3 separate regions of the Mus musculus genome follow, and regions 2 and 3 are each linked to region 1. The links are chromatin contacts, called in public Hi-C maps. All regions are on one chromosome and are shown on one strand. The core of a region is the stretch at or near the end of the contact, and the rest is flanking DNA. Distances in the headings are between cores, read along the strand shown. Region 1 has its middle 87 kb from the start of Gm40750. Region 2 has its middle 52 kb from the start of Gm34297. Region 3 overlaps Gm34346 (a long non-coding RNA gene).

Evidence for each region. Hi-C and Micro-C count contacts between places; a contact is called where the count stands out from the background.
Region 2: a Hi-C map of uterus shows a contact between it and region 1, with 5 times the contacts expected there. The contact joins two enhancer-like sites. A contact is called at or near these places in 8 of 484 Hi-C or Micro-C datasets (the G1E-ER4 cell line, Sertoli cells, Th2 cells and 4 more) and 1 of 115 datasets of contacts at active chromatin or transcription factors (bone marrow-derived macrophages).
Region 3: a contact with region 1 is called in a Hi-C map of the G1E-ER4 cell line, with 2.2 times the contacts expected there. The contact joins two enhancer-like sites. A contact is called at or near these places in 1 of 15 datasets of contacts at CTCF or cohesin (the G1E-ER4 cell line) and 2 of 484 Hi-C or Micro-C datasets (both in the G1E-ER4 cell line).

Annotation. Positions count from the first base shown.
Region 1 is chr10:98,719,215-98,721,949 of GRCm38.p6, forward strand. No RefSeq gene overlaps it. Among named protein-coding and RNA genes, the nearest start is that of Gm40750, 87 kb to the right of the region's middle. Within about 2 kb of position 1,362, at least 13 of the 459 cell types and tissues checked have an H3K27ac peak or open chromatin away from gene starts, as enhancers often do. A contact at or near this core is called in the G1E-ER4 cell line and uterus, where this site is marked.
Region 2 is chr10:98,484,590-98,487,324 of GRCm38.p6, forward strand. No RefSeq gene overlaps it. Among named protein-coding and RNA genes, the nearest start is that of Gm34297, 52 kb to the right of the region's middle. Within about 2 kb of position 1,347, at least 31 of the 459 cell types and tissues checked have an H3K27ac peak or open chromatin away from gene starts, as enhancers often do. A contact at or near this core is called in uterus, where this site is marked.
Region 3 is chr10:98,861,314-98,864,048 of GRCm38.p6, forward strand. All of the region lies in intron 6 of Gm34346 (a long non-coding RNA gene), which reads right to left. Among named protein-coding and RNA genes, the nearest start is that of Gm34346, 20 kb to the right of the region's middle. Within about 2 kb of position 1,393, at least 7 of the 459 cell types and tissues checked have an H3K27ac peak or open chromatin away from gene starts, as enhancers often do. A contact at or near this core is called in the G1E-ER4 cell line, where this site is marked.

The DNA of each region.
Region 1 (2,735 bases), core at 112-2,611:
CAGACTCCAGTAGTATAGGAAATAACCTCAAAAAACAAACAGGATTGAGTGAAATTCCAAAGCTTCTGGATAGCCAAAAAATAGTCAACAAACTAGAAAGACAGTTGACAGAACAGGGGTGTCGGGTGGGGGGTGGGGGATTACAGAATGGGGAGACTACACATCCAATGTGGGATTAATATCTAAAATCGAAACAGAATATTAAAATCTAAATGCTAATGAGCTGACTACAAGGCTCTCAAAGGGAGAGATACAATTCCCAATGAATATTTGAATAGGTGCTCAACATCCCTAAGCCATCAGGGAAATGTAAGTTAAAACTTCATTGAGATCCCATCTGATCTCGGCTAGTGATATCATTAAGAAAAACATGGCAACAAATGTCAGTGCCGATGTGGTGAAAGGAGAAACCGAGATGTAAAGTGGTACAACCATTTTAGAATTCAGCCATCAGGTTTTATTTTTTTAATTAAAGGTAGACGTATCATATGATCCAACTGTACTACTGCTGAGCCGTATACCTTTCTAAGGCAGCATACCACAGATTTTTGCCCTACCCACAATAGCCCAGCACACACGTTACTATATATAGAAAGTGTTAGTTTATATATATCTATAGGTAATGCAGTTTGCCATTACTAAACTACACCCCACTCCAAACATTCCTGTATGTGATTTGTTTTAGCAACCATGTCTTGTGTTGGGACTCCTGAACTAAGATACAAATTTCTATAACTATCTCCCATTAACAATTAATAAAGCTAATCAAAATGACTATAGCAGCCTGAAAATTGGAGCTATTTCTGTCCAAGCTTATCAATAGCTCTGTGTGTCTTTCAGTACTATCAGCCATTTTTGCTTTATCGGGTACTAAGTTTTTTGTGATTTTCAACATTATCTCTACATTCAAGTGTAATAGCTAAACCAAGAATCCAGTCAATTACTTCTAGTGAATCTTGACACTTGCACAGACAAGACAACTAGATACTTCTTAAATGACTAAGGCCAATGACTGTTACAGGTGCCTCTTAAATTACCTGTTTGACTTTCTGGTCTTCAAGTCAAATCAATACAGTTTAGATTGTGTTTAATGTTTGCAGTTGAAAGGGGCCAGGTTGGGGCGCACTTACACACATGATTCTCACATTTCTCCCTAATACCCTGGATAAGTTCAGAGAAAGAAATGAAATGAGGTACACAATGTGGATGTTACAACACAGGGAGAGAGATAGGGTACACTCCCAACCACGAGATAGGCAGCCTCTCTGAAACCGCAGAAAGTTCATGAAGCAGAGGAGAGAGGGTAACTAATTCCCTAATCTTTGGTGATGAGATTCCTCAGTTGCTGCTCCAAGGAACAAAGGCTGAGTTCCAGGGTACTAAAAAACTCTTTACAGCCTTCTACCTCCCACTTCACTGGACACTCTGAACTGCAGCCAAATTGAATTCAACACAAGACCTTTTTTTCCTAATGCCATTGTGACTTAATGGTTCTTTTTATCTACATCTTATCTCTCGGCTGTAGACTGTGGCTGTTCCTAATTCTTAAAGTGTCAGATCAAGGGATATGAGACCTCAGTAATTCTTTCCGAGTTTAAGATTGATAAGAAGAAAAAAAAATGGTCAGTGTCAAATAAATGATAGTGTGTGGCTGTGCTGTTTTAAATAGCTTCAGAATGCAGAAATGTGTCTCTTAAGAAAAATAAAAACCGACTTTGTCCTTTGTAGTTGTCATACAGAGCAGAAACAGTGGGAACAAATGTATCTGTAAAAACCCAAGTGCCAAGTGACTTCTTCGAATAAGACCATTGACATCAATGCTGTCTCTATATGAGTACACCTCTACGCAATCACCACTGGTGAGGGCTGTGCTATGAGGACACTTGACTTCTGCTGGAAATATGGAAAGGGTGAAAAGTGCTCTCAAAAGCAGAAGACAGATAGACAAAGATACTTTTGGAGGACGTGGCTCCCTTTGAAGATAGAATCTCAAGCTTCAGGAATATACTTTGGTTTAAATGGGAAAGGAGAGTGGAAAGAGAATGAATCTGGAATCATCAGGTTGTTTAAAAGGGAATGGGGCGGGGTGTCTTTAAAGCAATCCAGAATGGGCTGGCATAGAGCTCACTGGCCAAGCATTTGCCTGAAATGTGCAAAGCCTTGCCTAAGCCTTAAGATGGAAAGTGGAGTGAGGGGAAATCCAATGTGGTCATTTGAATTTTCCCCCCTATGGCCAAAAGAAAAACACTAAGGTATCTGAAGCTGAGCTTTCCTGATTCAGAAAGACCTTTCTGGTTTCCCACATCGCTTATGGAAAAGAGGAAAGTGGCCAAATACCCGCTGAAGTTAGGAGCCATCTGCAAATAGTATAATGAAGGAGAAGACTGTTGATGCAAAGCTCTGTGGACTCTGGCAACAGCAAGGAGGGGAGGGGAGAAAGAAATTGATGTAAGGTAAAGGGGGCAAGAAGGGCAGGTTTTAGTGGCAGATTATCTATGCTATTTGAGATGTTTGGGGAATTCTAAGAGAAGTCTTATTCATTTTATATATGCATTCCCTTTTATTTATTTATTTATTTTTACTCCACACAGAAGCACATATAAACATCCTAACAACATTCTTAGGTACACATGCCATAGAGCAGGCCTTAGACCAGAGCGTTAGAAATACTTCTTTTAGTTCATCATACTAGTCAGGAAATGATTTGTCAAATTTTATTGCAATAATTTATTCTG
Region 2 (2,735 bases), core at 97-2,596, 230 kb before region 1:
GACAGCTCAGGCCTGGCAATGAAGCAGCAGAGGAGAACTTTCATCTGATCCATAAACATGAATCAGAGAAAGAGCCAGAGAACTACCTAGGAATACCATGGGCTTTGTAACCTCAAAGAACACCCCAGTGACACACCTCCTTCAACAACGCCACACCTTCCAATCCTTTCCAAGCAGTTCTCCCCATTAGGAACCAAGCTTTCAAATAAATGTCCCAATGGAGGATAATCTCATTCAAACTATCACATGTTCTCTGACTGAATGGAGGCAGTGTCAAACTAAAAGCAAATTTTGAGACCAGTTCAGCAGGGAAGCACCCACACTGTCCTTGCCGCTATCTGCAAACCTTCACTTCTGAATTTCTCTCCTGCTCACCTTCAGAAGGCCTTTTCCTCTCAATTGCTTCCTGTCCGGCCTTCTTGTGACTGAACCATGGACCCCTCTTCCCGACCTTACACTTTCTGTCTCCCATCCTCTCATGTCTTCTTAAAAGATAACACCTGTATTTCTGTCTTTGGCTTTGGAATTTCAGTCATAATCTATATGACCAAATTGTTGTTGTTGCTTCACATAGTTTTAGAAATTATGACAGAGACCAACTGTGATTAGCCATTGGTATCAGCTTAAGGACTTTGCAAAGCACAGAGTCCCTAGGTTTGCTTGTCATTGTTTCCAATCAGTAGGCCTGTGGTGTGGCTGAGACATTTGTGTCCTTAAATAAATAACCCGGAATAATACCAAAGACCATCCATGTTTCAGCACCCTTGCCTGTCACACAATAATCAAGTTCATATCACACCACTTTAGTTCAAATGATTTCTAACACCTTTAGCTTCCAGAGATCACTTGCAAGACATGCTGCCATGCCTATTTGGAAGTCATCAACCAACAATTTTTCAATGATTCTTTTCTTTCAAGACAGGTCAACTTCTTTTCTGTGGTGCCTTAATATTTGCCGTTTATAGACCAAAGACACCTGTTCTCTGTGAAAGAGAACTGTTTTTTCAAATTTAAAATTGCAACACGGGATTTTTCTAAATCCTGCAGCCCCGTTTTTATTAGCAGATTGATACCAGTTGTGCACAGTCCTGGCAATAACAAGAAGCAATGTGCTCCTGCTTCCTATTAAGAAAAACAACGTTTCCTGATTTCTTATTACTCACTTGCTTATAAGGTTAAGGTATCAGGTAATGTGAGAGAACTGAAGGGCATAAGCTTATGTGATCTGCTAGAACCAAAGGAAACAAGAGCAAATTCAAAAACTCTGCGCTCCCAAATTTCTAGTCTTCTGTTTCTCGCCTAGAGTCATACTACCTCCCACACCGCACATGTTGTAAACTTTATGCGGCCCATCTGTTAAGGAGTTTGTTTTCCAAATTTGCAGGGGCTTGGCTCTTCTGGACTGAGTACCAGAACTAAATGTGACACAGATTTTTTTTTTCCCTGCTTAATAATTTTCAATCGCAAGGGCACTGATGTCGGAAAAGGTCAGGGGAAAGGAGGCAAGCACCGCAGGAGCGCACTGACTGTTAAACGGCAGGACATAGGCAAGCACATACTTAGCATCCGCCATGATGACAGGCATAGCTGTGCTCAGGGGATGTTGCATTTTTCAGGTTGGTTGTGGGATAAATGTGGGCACAGCTCGGCATTTAAAATGAGGCAGACTCAGACCACGATGTTTCCTCACAGTTAATGCAGAGACCATAGATAATAATTATGTTGCTGAGCCCACAGAGAATTTTTACGACTGATCCTCTATTAAACTGGCAAAACAAGAGGATAATGTCTCCAGCACTAACAAGTTGGCAGGGAAGTCGCTGGCAGCTCCTCCCACTGATGTTCCATCTGTGTGAGCCTTCAGCAGGATCCAGGATATTGTTTCCCTACACAGGTTGTTCCTGCAGTATAATCAAGAGAGACTGAGTGTAGATAGCTTTATTGTTTTTGAAAAAAAAAAATCACTGCCACTTCAGGGTAAGCAGCTCCTGGGCTGGGCACCCTCAGTTAAGTCTTGCTAGGAAGAAGCAGCCATGCGGTGACGTCAGCAGGAAAAGAACCATTTCGAAGCACCGGCTTGTCCAAACGACGTGAAGTCGCAGGAGAAGAAGAACTGCTTCAGAGCAGGATTCATTTTAGAAAATCCTTTTGAGTCCCTTAATCGAAACTTAAAAAATTGCTTTTGTTTAAAAATACCATTTTTGCTGGTGGCTAATAACAGAGCGCGTTTGCCCAACCTTGACTCTCCTCCGGTGTCCTGGTTACTGGCTCAGATTTTCCTCTTAAAAAATAACAGTTAAATGTTGAGGGAGAAAGATCTGTGAAGGCAAAGGGGGTATATAAACCAGCTGAGTCAAATCCTGAGTCAAACTCCTGTGTCAAACTCCTGTCATGACGTCTGTCATTGTACACTTGGCATGCGATGCAGAAATGGCCTCTGGACAAGCCAGGCAGCTGCCTCCATAGATTTCCTAAATACTCTTCTGATATTTAAGACATATTTTAATAATGAATTTACTGCATATTGTGTCTTATCCATTGTGTGTCCAGAATAGGGTCTCACTGGACATACTTTCTTGCTCTGATAATGGAAATGGATTCTAAGTCATCACTTAGATGAGGGAGAATGTTAAGCTAGTCAACCCTGCACAAACACATGGTACCACATACAACTCACTTTGGCAGAGGATTATATGTAAATCGCAGGTAAAATAGGCAACATCATGGTGCTTGTT
Region 3 (2,735 bases), core at 143-2,642, 140 kb after region 1:
ACAGCCTAATAAAGTTCACAGCATGTTTGACAGCATTTTAAATATACATTATTCTTCTTGATTTGAATTGCAACATCTTTATTTAGCATTCAAACTCTTCACTGCCTCATGCCTCAAAGGATGATATTCTGCCCTAATAGCAGACTTTGTGATAGTTTTCAACTGTGCTCCATGTCTCTTACTGAGACTTTAAAGTCCTTGCTATCAAATCACTCGTCTAAAACTTAAAGTTTCTGTGGCATGATCAAAGGCTGAGATGCCATCGGAAACTTCTAGTAGGATTTCCTCTGGCCCCCGTAGAGCCTGGGTGCGAACACAGAATAAAGATCTTGAGTCCTCGATGATTCGTTGTCAAAGAACTGTGTCATGCAAAGAAAAGAGGTGAGAGTCAGGGAAGATTGAATCATCAGAGTGGAGACGAATCTCCTTACACCTTCCCTCCAACAGCTGGTGCACAAGAAGTGAGAGGAGCCCAGGCTGTCAACTGCAATCCGAACAAGCAGCCTCGTTCTTAGAGTACCAGGAACCTGAATGTCTACTCACAACACAAAGCAAGTGGAAGGAAACTACGTTGTTATGAATGCTTCTGCAAATGTTTAATAATAGCTAGTAGTCACTCCTTTCTATCTCTGCAACAAAAAATAAACTCAGTGTCAGGACTATAATAGTGTGTATATTGCTTGTGCACTGAAGACATCAACTAGTGTTACTTTATTTTATTTTATTTTTTGGTTTTTCATGACAGAGTTTCTCTGTATAGGCCTGGCTGCCCTGGAACTCACTCTGTAGACCAAGCTGGCCTCGAACTCAGAAATTTGCCTGCCTCTGCCTCCCAAGTGCTGGGATTAAAGGCGTGCACCACCATGCCTGGTCTAGTATTACTTTAATTCAAGTATATGCAATTGATAGTAAACCCTCCTTCTCACGGTGCTAACACTTCAGGAGATCAAAAGGCCTAGCTTTTGTTTTGTTTTGTTTTGTTTTGCTTTGCTTTGCTTTGCTTTGCTTTGCTTTGCTTTGCTTTGCTTTGCTTTGCTTTGCTTTGCTTTGACATGGGGTCTTACTGGGTGGCCTTGAACTCACTGTCTTCCTACCTCTGATTCCTAAGTGCTGGGATTACAAGTCATGTGCCAAGACGATTGGCTTGTGAAACAATTTTCATCAATGCTATTTCATTGGTCATAAATTATCCCTGTGGCAGGGAAGATAGGGACAGTATTATTGTCCTCATTTTTAGAGCTTAACAACAGAAACACTTCAAAATAATTTGCCTACAGTTAGAGCTAGTAAATTATAGGGCTGGGACCCAAGATCTTGGATTTTTGACTGTGGCAAAATATGCCGGAAATATAGTACAGTCTTGAAAGGAGGCAGATAATAAATAGCATGTAGTTGCCCTAAGGACAAGAAAAGACAACATAACCCTCATGACAGAAGATAAGAAAGGTCCTTTGATTCCTCTTCTTGGTGACAAAGAAAATCTTTCTCCAAACAGCTAAAATTTAAACTAGTCTCTTGGGTGTTTTTAAAATGCACAGAAGCCAGTGAGAAAGGCCTGGGCCCCGTTTGTGGCCCTTGTAGATAAGATTAGCAGTCATGCATCTACCTGGGGGGTCGTAAGATATTAACCATCCTGGGGTGGGTGGGGAAAGAATATCTCACCGTGCACAGTAACAGATGCCAGAAGACAAAGCAGATGATAAAATGATAGAGATCTTTGTGTCCCGCAAGATATTTGGCCTGGGGGACCATTGAGAAACCACACACAGTTGGAGTGATGGTAAAAAACTAAAAAGAAAGACTGTTTGGTACATGGCAGCCAGTATGTGTTAAATGCAAGAGATGTGTCTTCCCGGGAATCCAAGCTATGAGTACGAGAGCAAAGCTAAGTAGGAAGTCACACTTCTAGAACTGTGCCTATGTGTGTATTTGGGAGTACACACGAGTGAAACTGCTGTTCTTCATAAAGTCACATCCTTTTTACTAAAAGCATACTACTTACTAACTCAAGGCAGGTTTTTGTTGTTGTTGTTGTTGTTGTTGTTGTTTTAAATTGAAGGCAGAGGAATGATTGAGCTGTGCACAGTTAGCATCCTTTTCAAATAATTTTACTAGCTCGAAGGAACAACGCTTGTACGTATTTGGCGTCATTAAAGGTTAGGAAGTGACAGTGGTTAGGAAGCGTATAGGAACAAGGTCAGACGTTCTCTGAATAGAACTGTAGTTTGTAGACTCCTCTACAAGGGCTGAAGCGATGAATCAGTGGTTAAGAGCACTGGCTGCTCTTCCAGAGGACATGGGTTCAATTCCCAGCATCCACATGTCAGCTCATAAGTGTCTATAACTCCAGCTTCAGGGGATCCAACACTCTCATATAGACATATATGCATATATATGAAGGATTTATAAAGAAATCCTTTATTAGGTATGTGAGGCCTTTGCATCTCTCATCCCATTGTTCTGATGAGCCCTACTGTAATCATCAACAATAAAGGATTTGGCAGTGTAGGTGGAAGCAGGGCTCCAAGAAGAATAACATTGGGTAGGTAAGACCCAAACCTAGGTCTCCTGAAAAGGTAGCATTCTGCCAGAGGGAGTTCTTGTCTCTAAATAACATAGACGACACAGGAAAAGGACCAACTGCCAAGAGTCCTCCCAGGAGAGAAAATGAATACCCTGGCATGGGGGCACACTTGCAGTCCCATTACTTGATAGGCAAAACCAGAAGATCTGAA